Linked DNA regions of Mus musculus: regions 2 and 3 are each linked to region 1. A link is a contact called in public HiCAR-type and promoter capture Hi-C data. All regions are on one chromosome and are shown on one strand. The core of a region is the stretch at or near the end of the contact, and the rest is flanking DNA. Distances in the headings are between cores, read along the strand shown. Region 1 holds the start of Sp3 (trans-acting transcription factor 3). Region 2 holds the start of Nfe2l2 (nuclear factor, erythroid derived 2, like 2). Region 3 holds the start of Hnrnpa3 (heterogeneous nuclear ribonucleoprotein A3).

Region 1 (3,954 bases), core at 988-3,487:
GATTTCCTTCTCTTGGAGTTGTAGCTGATGTTATTACCAACTTTGTCCTAGTCTACTGGGGAATAGGGTGATCTGGTTTTGTTTCTTGGCCAGGAATAGCTTGTGAAAATCTTGAGAGAAAACAAGAAACTGGGCCAAGTCGTGGGGACAGGGGAAAACAGATCTTACTGTTGTTTCGAGATTTGTTCATGATAATACTTGATTCTCATTTAATGACTGTACAAAAACATATTAATCCACCGTAAATTATACTGTATGTTACTACATGTATTTATCTAAATACCGGCTTTATGCTTTGCATATACTTTAGTGTATTTGCACTAGTTAAGAAATAAGTATTCTTGCAAGAGACCATTTTGCTTTTGGTCATCTTAACATAGGGTGTCACAGTGACTCAACTGTGGTTGGAGAAGTCTACTGAATCTCACCTTATGCTGAGTCATACTCTTGCTGATGTTCATTCTTTTTTTTTTTTTTTTTTTTTTTTTGGTTTTTGTTTTTTCGAGACAGGGTTTCTCTGTGTAGCCCTGTCTGTCCTGGAACTCACTCTGTAGACCAGGTTGGCTTTGAACTCAGAAATCCGCCTGCCTCTGCCTCCCAAGTGCTGGGATTAAAGGCGTGTGTCAACACCGCCCAGCACTGATGTGCATTTTTAAGAGCTTTGCCTCAAAACAGCTAGTTTGAGTTATCTGGTTTTTGGCCCTGAAAGACTGTTCTTGCTTGCATGACACAAGAGAAAGAGAACATGTGTCACTGTATTAAAAATTACCACGAAGTAGTTGGCGGAGATGGCCCCCACTTTTAATCCCAGTACTCAGGAGGCAGAGGCAGGTGGGTTTCTGTGAGTTCCAGGTGAACCTGGTCTACAAATCCAGTTTCAGGACAACCAAGGCTACACATGAAACTGTCTTGAAAACAAAAACCACAACCAACGAGAAAAAACCAAAAAACAAAAAAACAAGTCCAAAAAGGCTTCTGAAACCGATGTATGCACTGCCCCTCCCCCCCATGAATTTTCAAGTTCGTGTATACAAAGCTAGTTTAAATGCTTTGCCTTCAACCTCATACAAAACATACAAGTACAATAATTGGGATGTTTATTCTTGCTTGAGGTAGATTTCTAATAAAAGTATTGTGGATAGTGTTTCCTACTCTTAAATTCAACCTTTCTTAAGCAAAAGTATCTAGAGGTAATAGACAACGTTCTGTCTGTTGTTTGCAGAACACTTTTTTCTCCTGAATGACTGACTGCAAGGCATTGAGGATGTCAAAGGAAGGGGTGTTAATACACCACTAAGTACAAAATTTAAAAAAAAAAAAAAAAGTAACTAAACGCTCCCAAGAGGAAGGATACTTTTTAGATGTACTGTTTTAACAAATGTTGACTGACTTTCTTGGTTAAGAAGCAGGTAGTTTGTGTGTGCAGCAAACTGATTTTAAAGGGTGACTGTATCTCATTGAATAAAAACATAACTAAGCCTGCTTTGATATCACTGGCCAGAACTAAAACCTTTTTTCTTTATGAAGGGACTGGAGATATCTTTTTGCTCTAAGTGCCCGCCTCCAGGGTCCACAAAAGTAGATGGTTGGTAACCACGGGCTAAGCTCGGGAGGATGAGAAGGTGATGGATCCGACTTGCGACCAAGAGCTGAATGTGTGTGAAAACGTCCTCCTCCAGCCTCGGAGGGGGTGTCTCCCCCAATACCAGCTCCCTCCCCCAGGGCTCGTGGGGCGGGTCCGGTTTGCTCAGTAGCAGCAGCAGCCCTGGGGCCGAGCGGCGGTGGCCTCCTGGCAGCGCTGGCAAGACGCAGCTCCGAGCGCCCGGGCCCTGGGGAGATCCAGTCCGGTCGGCTGCCAGGATGGAGGAGACGTCGAGTGGAGCCGGAGCCACCGGGGACGGACTTCCTCCCCAGCTCGGCTCCCCGACAGCCTGGCGAGGCCTGCACACAGGGCCAGCCAGTGGAAGAGGCCTGCGCCTCGGGTCTGGCAGCCGCAGCCGAGGAACGAGGCTGGCACAGCGGGGTAACGCGCGAGCCGGGGCCGTTCTGGAGAACCTACGGCGCCACGGCCGCTCATTGTCTCTCCCCTTCAACCCGGGGGCAAACAGGAAGCCCGCCGCCAGGCCGAGCGACGGACAGGCGTCCGGACCAATGAACAGAGCTGACGGAGAGCCTAGCGGCAAATGAGAGCCGGGAAGAGGGGCGGAACTTCCGGGCGGGCTGTCGCCCTCTTCCCCCCTTTTGGGCTGGAGGCTCCACCTTTTGTGTTTCCCGCACAGTCAATCAAAATAGGAAAAAAAAAATTCCCCGGACCGCTCCGGCCGTGTCCGCCGCCGCTTCCCGCATCCTCTCCCGCCGCCGCCGCCTTCGCTTCTCACCATGTGTAAGGCGGCGGGGAGCCCCGCCTGAGCTGTCCTAAACACACTATGACCGGTACGTAAAGCCGAGAGAGAGCAACCCTCGCTGCCTCCGCCGCTGCCACTGCCGCCCACAGCCAGCCCGGGGCCGCCACCGCCGGCTCCCGGCCTCCGGGAGCGTGCGACCGAGTGTCGGCGGAGGCAGAAAGCCGCACTCCCATCTCCGCCAGCCAGCTGTCCAGCCCTTCCAGCCCCAGCGCCGAGTGCCCGCCGGGCTCCGGGCGGGCGGCCCGGTCCGCCGGGAGCGCATCCCCCCTGTGTGCGGGCGCGGGCGGCGGCGGCGGGCGGGCGTGTGCGAGTGACTGACGGTGCGAGAGGAGCGAGCGCCGCGGAGGGAAAGGGGAGGAGAGGAGAGGAGAGGAGAGGGGGCAGGGGCAGCGCGGGGAGGAGGAGGAGGGAACGAGGAGGAGGAGGGTTACAGCCGCGGCGGGCGGGGGCAGCAGGAGGGGAGGAGGGAGCGCGCCGCCGCCGCCGTGGCCGCCGCGGCCGGGGGGAGGGCAGGGGAGGGGCAGGGCCCGGGCCGCCCGGCGCTCACTAATGTGGCCGCGGCTCGCGGGCCCCCTCCCTCCCCGCACCCGCCTTCCTCCCCACCCCACCCTCCTCCTCCCCCCTCCCCCCGCGCTGTGCCTGCAGCTCCCGAAAAGCCCGTGAAACAAGAGGAAATGGCTGCCTTGGACGTGGACGGCGGCGGAGGCGGCGGCGGCCACGGCGAGTATCTACAGCAGCAGCAGCAGCAACAGCAGCAGCACGGAAACGGCGCGGCGGCGGCGGCGGCCCAGGTGAGGAGCGGCTGAGCGCGGCCGGGCTCCCCGCGCGCCGCTTTCTCCTCCCCTCGCCCTCCCTCCTTCCCTCCCTCCCTCCCGCGCGCGCTCGCCCGCCCCTCCCCCGCCCCGGGAGCTGCCCGCCCGAGGCGCCAACGCTCCGACCCCGCCCGCGCGCCCCCGCCCGCCGCCTTTTTGTGTGTGTGTTTGTGTGTGTGTGAGTGTGCAAGTGTGCGCGCCCTCCCGGGTGGGATCCGGACGGAGGGAAGAGGCCCGGCGCGCAGCCGTCCGCCGCGGGCCACCGAGCGCGGGGAGAGGCGCCGCAGACCCCGGAGGAGGAGGAGGAGGAGAGCGCGGGGCCGGGTTGGCGGCGCGGCCAGGCGCGGAGCGAGCCGTACTTCCTGTGCGAGCGGGCCCGGCCCTAACCGCCACCCCCCTCCCTGTCTCCCTCTCTGAACCCGCCCATCGCGGGTAGGACACTCAGCCGTCACCGCTCGCTCTGCTGGCCGCTACCTGCAGCAAGATAGGGCCGCCATCGCCGGGCGACGACGACGAGGAGGCGGCCGTTGCCGCCGCCGCCGGGGTCCCCGCCGCCGCCGCCGGAGCGGTAAGTCCCGCCCGCCCGCCATCCCGGGCCTGCGGCGCGCCCGCCCGCCAGCCCGCCAGCCCAAGGCCTCCCGCCGCCGCGCGGCCGTCACGCGCGGGCCGTCCGGCTCTGCCGCGCTTCCCTGCTCGCTCGCGTCCCCGGTGGGAGCCCGGGCCGGCCCGCGCTTTCC
Region 2 (3,954 bases), core at 502-3,001, 2.7 Mb before region 1:
TTTTCGGTGCTCCAGAGAACTATAAAGCAAAATTAGACCTCCAAATGTTAAGGGCCGTTAAGGGTTAAATTTTTTTTACTGCTGTTTCTGTTTTGCTGGAGAAGGAGATTCTGTTTGCATTCTGTTTGTGAGAGAACAAATGGCTGAGCATTGCATTCAGAAGTCCTGAGTCTCAGCTGGAGACCTAGCGCTAGGATCTGAGTAAGAGACCTTTCTTTGTCAGATTGTTGAATCTCTAACTGACCCCAGGCCCATAATAGGGTAGTGGTTTTTAAAATACATTTCAAGCCAGGCAGTGGTGGCGCAAACCTTTAGCCCCAGCACTTGGGAGGCAGAGGCAGGCAGATTTCTGAGTTCTAGGCCAGCCTGGTCTACAGAGTGAGTGTCAGGACAGCCAGGGCTACACAGAAAAACCCTGTCTTAAAAAACCAAAAAAAAAAAAAAAAATTCAAAAGAAGATATTTGTGTTCAAACATACTTAAAACAACAAAGAGAAAGATAAAAATACTCTGGGTTTTCAACTATTAACACATTAAAACATCCCTCGATTTTTTTTCTAAGCCCATATAACTATTTTAGAAATTGGATTTTTTTTCGGGGGCAGTTAAAGAAGTATGTTTGGGAATGAACGTTGTGAAAACAGTCACTACCACCACCACCACCACCAAACCCAAGTGGCAGAGTCTATGGTACAGTTCTCAGCCTGTGGAGAGCCACCCCAAGCATCTCAGATATTTTGCACATCCGATACTTACATTACAATTTATAGCAACAAAATTAGTTATGAAGTAGCAGCAAAAATACTTTTCTAGTTGGAGGTCACCACAACACGAACTATATTAAAGGGTCGCTGCATTACGACGGTTGAGAAACGCTGCTCTAAAAACAGCTTGAGAGGTGGGGCCTTATGAGATCATACCTCAAAATTCCCAAATAGAGTAAGTACGTGTAAAGGAACCCTGAGAGTCTTAGAATCCACTTCGGTGATTCTGTTAGAGCTGTGCCCGCTTGCTGGGCTCTGGGTGGATGAAGTGATACTGAGTGACCGCTTGGGCCCCGAGCCCAGGGCACGTGGGAGAAGTGGAGGGCCTTCGAGTAAGCGAGCACGAGTTTGCAGCGTGGACTCATCCATCTCCCTGGGGCAGAGGTGTTTGAGCACCAGCAACTGAATGGGACCTGGGGCCAGAGGGCAGTTGGCCTCTTGCAAAGTCCGGGTCCCAGCTCAGAGCCCTAACCCCGAAACTGGCGCCACAGTCAGCCGGTGGAGCGAGATAAAGCGGGCAAGGTTCTGCAGGTCCAAATCAGGGAGTGGCAGCTCCGATAGCAGCGCACGGGCCGGGGCTCCCGGTGTGCTTGCACCAACTGTTTAAACTGCTTCAAAGAGCCAGGGCTGGAGCGACCTTCGGCAAACAGCTGCTAATCTCTAGCAAGGGGGTGCTGTCCTACAGAGGACTGGGGGGGCCGAAGGCCTCCTGCTCGCGCTCCGCCCCCCGTGCGACTTCAGCCCACCTGACTCCGCCATGCCCCGGACAGCGAGAGGAGGATCAACAGTGGGGGGTCGAGGGGAACGCGGGAACTCCGGCCGGAAGCACTCAGGTCCATGCCCCGCCCTCGGGCTCTTGCTCCTTCCACTGGCCCCCGTCTTGTCCCCCCCTCCCCTTGCCCCGCCCTAGGCCTTTGCGGGGGGCCCTCGGGTCCTTGCCCTGCCCCTGTACGCGATTCCAAGCTCTTGCCCCGCCCCTTACCCCGCCTCCATGCCCTTGTCCTGCCTCTGGCCCTTGCCTCTTGCCCTAGCCTTTTCTCCGCCTCTAAGTTCTTGTCCCGTCCCTAGGTCCTTGTTCCGCCCCCAGGGGGCGGGGGCGGGGCGGACTAAGGCTGGCCTGCCACTCCAGCGAGCAGGCTATCTCCTAGTTCTCCGCTGCTCGGACTAGCCATTGCCGCCGCCTCACCTCTGCTGCAAGTAGCCTCGCCGTCGGGGAGCCCTACCACAGCGTCCGCCCTCAGCATGATGGACTTGGAGTTGCCACCGCCAGGACTACAGTCCCAGCAGGTGCTGCCCCAACCTTCGGGCCCCTGGGCTGTGCCAAGAAGCCGGCAGGAGCTCGAGGGGATAGTGGCTCCGGGAGGGAGGGACAGTCTGAGCCAGGACTACGACGGCAGGGCCTGGGAACTGCCCCGCCGAGCTGGGAGGGCAACGGAGGATGTTGGGGCCGCGACGAGAGTGGGGTCCGAGCCTGAGGTCTCCAGGGGCGGCGAGGTTGGGGTGTGGAGGAAGCTCTGACTTCGTGGGGCCAGGCAGAGACACCACCACCTCGCTGGGTGGGAGGCGCAGAGGCGGGAGGGGGGTGGATGCTGGCGGTCTAAACCGGCGCCGCCCGGCCTTTTCCGGGGCAGCGTAGTTTCCCTGATTCGGTGCCGGTAAAAATGTGCCTAGTCACGGGGCCGCGCTCGGGGGAGCTGAGGTCTCTCCTCGGCGTCCGCCCGAAGCCCTCCCCAACCCCCGTTCTACGACTTGGTGAGCTCGGCCGTCTACGGCCTCAGCCCGAGAGCTGGTCTGTAAGATCACGCCTGTCCGTCTTGATCCAGAAAAGCCCAGCCCTCCGGGGGCGGAGGAGAAAGTCACCGGGTGGCCCTCGTGCTCTGGCGCCCCGACGGGCGGCCTGCCGGCAGGGCTCCGCACGCTCCTTCAGCCTGGGAACCCGGGAATGGCCTCGCGCCGGGCGCAAGGACGTGCAGACCTGGGCGGCGGGCTCCGAGGTCCGAGTGGGCCCCATGCTGGGCTGTGTGTTCTGAGTATGGTGACCCGCGGGGCCCCACGTAGTGTGCGAGGCTGTGGCTTCTGGCTGGCTTACATCGGCCAGTTGGCAGTCACAGAGGCCCTCGGTTGGCCCTTTCCTGCTCTATAGCGTGCAAACCTCGCTGCTCTGGGGCCAAGGGACAAGTTGGAGCTGTTGATCAGTTGCGCAATTGTTATTTTCCCCTGGGCGGCTTTGTCTTTGGATTTAGCATTACAGAGTTGTAATACCAAAATGTATAAGGCAGGATATTCTGGTCCTTGCCGTCAAGGGTAAGAGTAATAGATTAGAATTTGTTGCTTTTTATACTGTTGCAGAAGTTTTGCTTTTAGACATTTATTTATTATCCCTCGCTTGTGTCCTTAATACATTTTTCTTTGCTGTTTGAGATTCTGCCTCAATTTTCTTAGCATGTTGCGCACTTTGAAGACAGCGAATGGGACGCTTGCGTTTCATAACACTTTCTTGCTAAGTTTTGAAGATTGTTATGTAAGTGAAAACCAGTTTCTGGTTATACTTCAGGCAGTTTTAAAGAAGTAAATGCTTATGTTGGCACACACGCGCGCACACACACACACAAAAGAGTCGGAATTGGATTTTTAGGAAAAGAAACCATTTAACTCCAGGGAATGTATAACTCGGTAAAGAGTAAGTTAGTTTAAATGTAAAGCTTTCGGCTGACCTGGAAGGTCCTGGTGTCAGTTTTTAAGTTACTGACAGTGCATTAATTCTACCCCTCCCTTGAACTTGGCCCCGAAATGATTGGGGTTGTAGCCTGGTTTTCATTAGGATGAATAAGTAAACTGTATTTTCTGATTTCTGCTCTTCATGAGTAATCAGAAGGAATGCTTCCTGGCCACAGGATACACGGTGCAAATGAACTTTGACTGTAAAGTTTTTTTTTTTCTCTTTCCTGTGTAGAATAACATTTCATTTACAAAAATGGCAGCTGTGCTGCTTTCTTTCTCTGCCGTGTGAAAGCTTTGTTAGCCGGACATTTCTAGTTCTTTCCAGACATTGATTTAAATATTTGAAGACCTTGAAGAAATCATTTAAGATCATAATTCAGCTAAAAAGCATTGTTTGATAGTCCAGAAGGATTTGAATTGAGTTACAGATTTAAAGACATGGTGAGAGTGATTCAGCTGTGGCACTGTAG
Region 3 (3,954 bases), core at 749-3,248, 2.7 Mb before region 1:
TAAAAACAAAAATATCCCACTAAAATGGTATCTGGGGTCACATTAAACTGAACCCCCAAACAGTCCCAGATTTTTTAAACTTTAAGCTACAACTAAAAAGTCTAGAGTATTTCAGATGTTTCTAACAAATCATTCACTAGAAAAATAAACCCCAAAGACTGCCCGTGCCATCTCCACTGTCCTCAGTCTGCAACACCAACAAACCTGTAATTTTAAAACATGATCTATGAAATGCAACTTAGAAGCTTACAACGGGAAATTAAGAGAAATTCACATTTCCAGCTAATAACATTTCAGTTATTAAAAGACATTCCCAAGCAAATTAGGCATATCCCACAAAACACAGCCAAGACTTAACCCCGTGATACCTTGTGGGGGTTAAAAGGGTGGGTGAGGGTTTTGAGGCTGGCTCTCAAGGAAAGGCAGGCTAAGCTAGCCTTGAACTTGAGGCAGTCCTACCTTAGCCTTTCAAATACTAGGGTAACAGGTGTGCACGCACCATTCACACCTGGTTCCACTACTTAGCTTTCTGTAATCAATTTACCTTGGTTATACCCACTTACATCATATAGTTTCAAGTTATTTCGAATGCGATCCTTACATTCACAAGCGTGTAATTTGGATTTACAAGGTATAGCATATACCGCCTGACCAGAGGAATTAGAAACAAAACCGTAACTGAGAGACTTAGAAAATATCTAGCCTGTGGTTTTCTTTTTGAAGATTTTACTTTCGAGTGAACCGCTTTTAATGAACGCATTAAGACAATTCAACACAAGCCCTTAAAGGGGGCTCACTTTCTTCCATCTTCTGGAAATATTAGTTAGAACATTCAATATGCAGACAGCCACATACCAGAAACCCAACTACCCAAATTCACGTAAAACCCCTTTATTCAAGCCTCGCATAAATGAATTTGACAATACACAAAAAGCATCTCTATACACACAAAATTCTCGTAATCGTGGTATTTTCTAGTGTGGTCGCAGTTCTCTAAAACCAAAATCCAGGAAAACCAAAATCCGGGCCAATCCGAAGTATGAGAAATTAGATCAATAAAAATATTAAGCTCCAAGTAAACACATCTACACTCAAACCCCCGAAATGGTTAAGACTTCAACCACAGGACGCTGTAAATACTCTCATTCCAAATACTTGAGCACAAGCAGCGGGTTAGGAAGCACCTTAAAGCAGCAAGCTTTTCAGTAATGTATCCCCAAATGAGCGCTGAGAAAATCCGGCCCGAGTATTGCGCGGATTGTCATCACCCAGAAGGCCCGCCAAGGCCTAGATCCACGTCGGGAGCACCCCAGCGGAAAGCACCGCGCCCGGAGCCTGGAGGCCATCTGCGGCAGAAACGCCGGGCCGCCTCCCGCCGTCCCCTCCAATCCCCGCGCACTCCTTCTTGGCGGCGTAGCCAGGCGGCGGCCATTGCGGGCCACTGCGCCATTTCGTAACGCGGCGGCGGCGGATCAATGTCAATGCGGCCGCCGCCCGCCTGCTCGCTCGCCCGGATGTGCTCCTCCCCTCCCCCACCGCCTCCTCCCAACCGCTCCCGCGGAGGCCCGCCATGCCGCCCGCGGCCTCGCTAAGTCAGGCCGCGCAGCCCGAGGGCATCCTCGCCCGGCTGCCGAGCCACTCCCCGGCCCCGCCGCGTCTTCGAGGGCTGCCGGTGCGGCCGACCGAGAGGACCAGGCCGACGGAGGGCCCGGAGGAGGCCACCCGGCCCGCTCCCCTCCCCCTCCCACCGCCCTCAGCGCAAAGCGCGGGACGATCGTCCCGGTCTCCCCGGCCTCCCCACTCCCATCGAGCCAAAGCCCCCCCATGCCGGCAACTACCCAGCAACCCCCCGCTCTCCCCCTAATACCTCCTCCCCCCGGCGGCGGCGGCGACGGCCGGAGTCAGGCTGGGGGCGACCGGGCGGCGGTTTTACCTCCATTTTGAGACCGGACTCGCCTCTTCCAACTCGAGTTCAATATGGGACCGAGAGGAAGAGGCGGGGCCAGTCACCACGTGATGTGCTATCCGCGCGCCGCCCGCCCACTGGGGGCGGAGTCATGAGAAAGCGGAGCGCGACTGGTCCACCGCGTTGGCGGGCCGAGGGTGGAGAGCGGGGATTGGGCCGCCGGCGGGAGCGCGCGCGCCTCGCCAACTTCCAACGCAGCGCCGCCTTCGCCGCGGTTCGCGCCCGGCAGCGACGCTTACGTCAGCGGCAGCTCGACCAATGGCGAGAGCCCACGTCGGGAGAAAGCCGCGTGACCGCGCGTCAGCTTAGAGAAAGGCCTTTCCCTTTCTTCTGGCCCCTCTCGCCCCTCCCCCGCGCGCCTGCGGGTCTCCATTTCCGAGTTCACCTCCATTCCAGAGCCAAATGGAAAGTCACGCTTTTCTGACTTGAGACTTAAGGTTGTAAGAAAGCCAGTTGACCATCTTCGCCTCCCTCGCGGCTTTCTAAATGTCGAGAGCCCAGGTTTGGAAAAATGTGACTGCGCCGCCTTCCTGGGAGACCCACACTGCAAGTCGCAGTCGGGGCACGTCTCACGGACCGCAAAACGCGGCTGAGTTACTGCGGTTTTCACCTTAGCAGCTTGCACATTTACAAATTAAGACAGTCTGGGAGGAAGAAGCAGAGCCACTTGGGTATAGAATTGAGAGAATGGAACGATTTCCAACGTTTCCAAAAGGCTTCTGGCCATATAGGCCCTCTACCTGTTGGCTAGAGATTTGTTTCTTATTTAAAGTGGTCATCAGTTTCGAGTTTTAGTGTGCAGTATATGAACGAAATAAGTCGAATCGTTTATTTGCTTAGCAAAGGGATTTGGAACGATTTGGGTTTTTAATCAAATAAAAGCAAACATAGGATTAGGTAGTCTCGAAACACCCACTGTAACGAAGAATGATACCCCGGATTCTAATAGTATGTAAACGCAAACACTGTTTTTATTCTGTAGAAGTCCAGCATGCTGGGGTCTCCCGTTACCAAGATAGAGCCTGAAGTGAGCCCGCAGGACCAATTTAAAGCACCTTAGTGGAATCCTGGGGTAGGTGGGCTTTGTCTTACTCTGTCTCTAGGTATTCCAGAACCATACTAGGGTATGGTGCCTGGAAACTGGCTGAGGAATCTGGGGTGGGGGGTGGTAGGCTGTGTCTTATGCTATCTCGAAGGACATTCCATTACTGGGGCGTGGGGGCTGGCTGGGAACTGCTGACCCATTGTCCTTGTTTCAGGCCAGGTGGTGGGGCAGTTTCTAATTAGCTGCCTGAAGCCTGGGTTTTTAGACCTCGTCTCCTTAGCTGCTAATTTGAAGCCTGTCGTGGACTTAGCCTAGCCTTCTCACAATAACAACTGTAAATTAAAAGTCTACAGATTTGCTAGTCGTGGTATGTGTCACCTCTAGGCTACTCTGAAGGCAGAGGCCCATGCCTCTCTAGCTGGCTATGTGGAGTTTCAGGGAGCCAGTGCTATAGAGTGAGACCCTGTCTCAAAAGAAAAAAAAAATCTGCAGATCTCATTTAAATAAAGTTATTGAGGGTAAGAAAAAAAGCACAATTGACAAGCCTTCTTTTCCTGCAACAAATTGCATATTTTAACATTCTGCATAGCAAACTCCTTTGCAATTTATCTGTCTCTCCCAGTGAAAGATGAGAAATGGATTCAGATGGTGGCACACACCTTTAATCCCAGCAGTCAGACATGAGACCTAGGCCTGGATCCTCATCTCTGCAAACTGGGCAGGTGACACAGCTCCTAATCCCTCAAACCCACAGCATTTAGGGATTGGAGGTGGGAGATTGAAAAAACTCAGAGCAGCCAAGTGTGGTGTCTCAGGACTTTAATCACAGCAACCAGGAGGCAGATGCAGAAGGATCTCTGGGGGTACCAGGCCAGCCTGACCTACATCTAGCTCTAGGATACAGAGACCCTGTCTCAAAAGGGCTCAAGGACATTCACAGCTA

What was found. HiCAR-type assays count read pairs that join an accessible place to other places. Capture Hi-C pulls out chosen DNA fragments and counts their contacts.
Region 2: a HiCAR-type map of astrocytes shows a contact between it and region 1, with 3 times the contacts expected there. The contact joins the promoter of Nfe2l2 here to the promoter of Sp3 in region 1. A contact is called at or near these places in 1 of 39 promoter capture datasets (pre-B cells) and 1 of 115 datasets of contacts at active chromatin or transcription factors (astrocytes).
Region 3: a promoter capture Hi-C map of liver shows a contact between it and region 1, with 2.2 times the contacts expected there. The contact joins the promoter of Hnrnpa3 here to the promoter of Sp3 in region 1. A contact is called at or near these places in 1 of 39 promoter capture datasets (pre-B cells) and 1 of 9 other capture datasets (liver).

Annotation. Positions count from the first base shown.
Region 1 is chr2:72,978,729-72,982,682 of GRCm38.p6, reverse strand. It overlaps Sp3 (trans-acting transcription factor 3), which reads left to right and starts at 2,237. Exons shown (of 7, transcript NM_001018042.3): 1 at 2,237-2,433; 2 at 3,051-3,196; 3 at 3,654-3,785. The coding sequence starts at 2,427. It overlaps Sp3os (trans-acting transcription factor 3, opposite strand), which reads right to left and starts at 3,251. Exons shown (of 3, transcript NR_045269.2): 1 at 3,088-3,251.
Region 2 is chr2:75,702,460-75,706,413 of GRCm38.p6, reverse strand. Nfe2l2 (nuclear factor, erythroid derived 2, like 2) reads left to right here and starts at 1,751. Exons shown (of 5, transcript NM_010902.4): 1 at 1,751-2,050. The coding sequence starts at 2,006.
Region 3 is chr2:75,657,303-75,661,256 of GRCm38.p6, reverse strand. Hnrnpa3 (heterogeneous nuclear ribonucleoprotein A3) reads right to left here and starts at 1,998. Exons shown (of 11, transcript NM_053263.1): 1 at 1,934-1,998. The coding sequence starts at 1,939. It overlaps Gm39859 (predicted gene, 39859), which reads left to right and starts at 2,320. Exons shown (of 3, transcript NR_166143.1): 1 at 2,320-2,467; 2 at 2,949-3,038.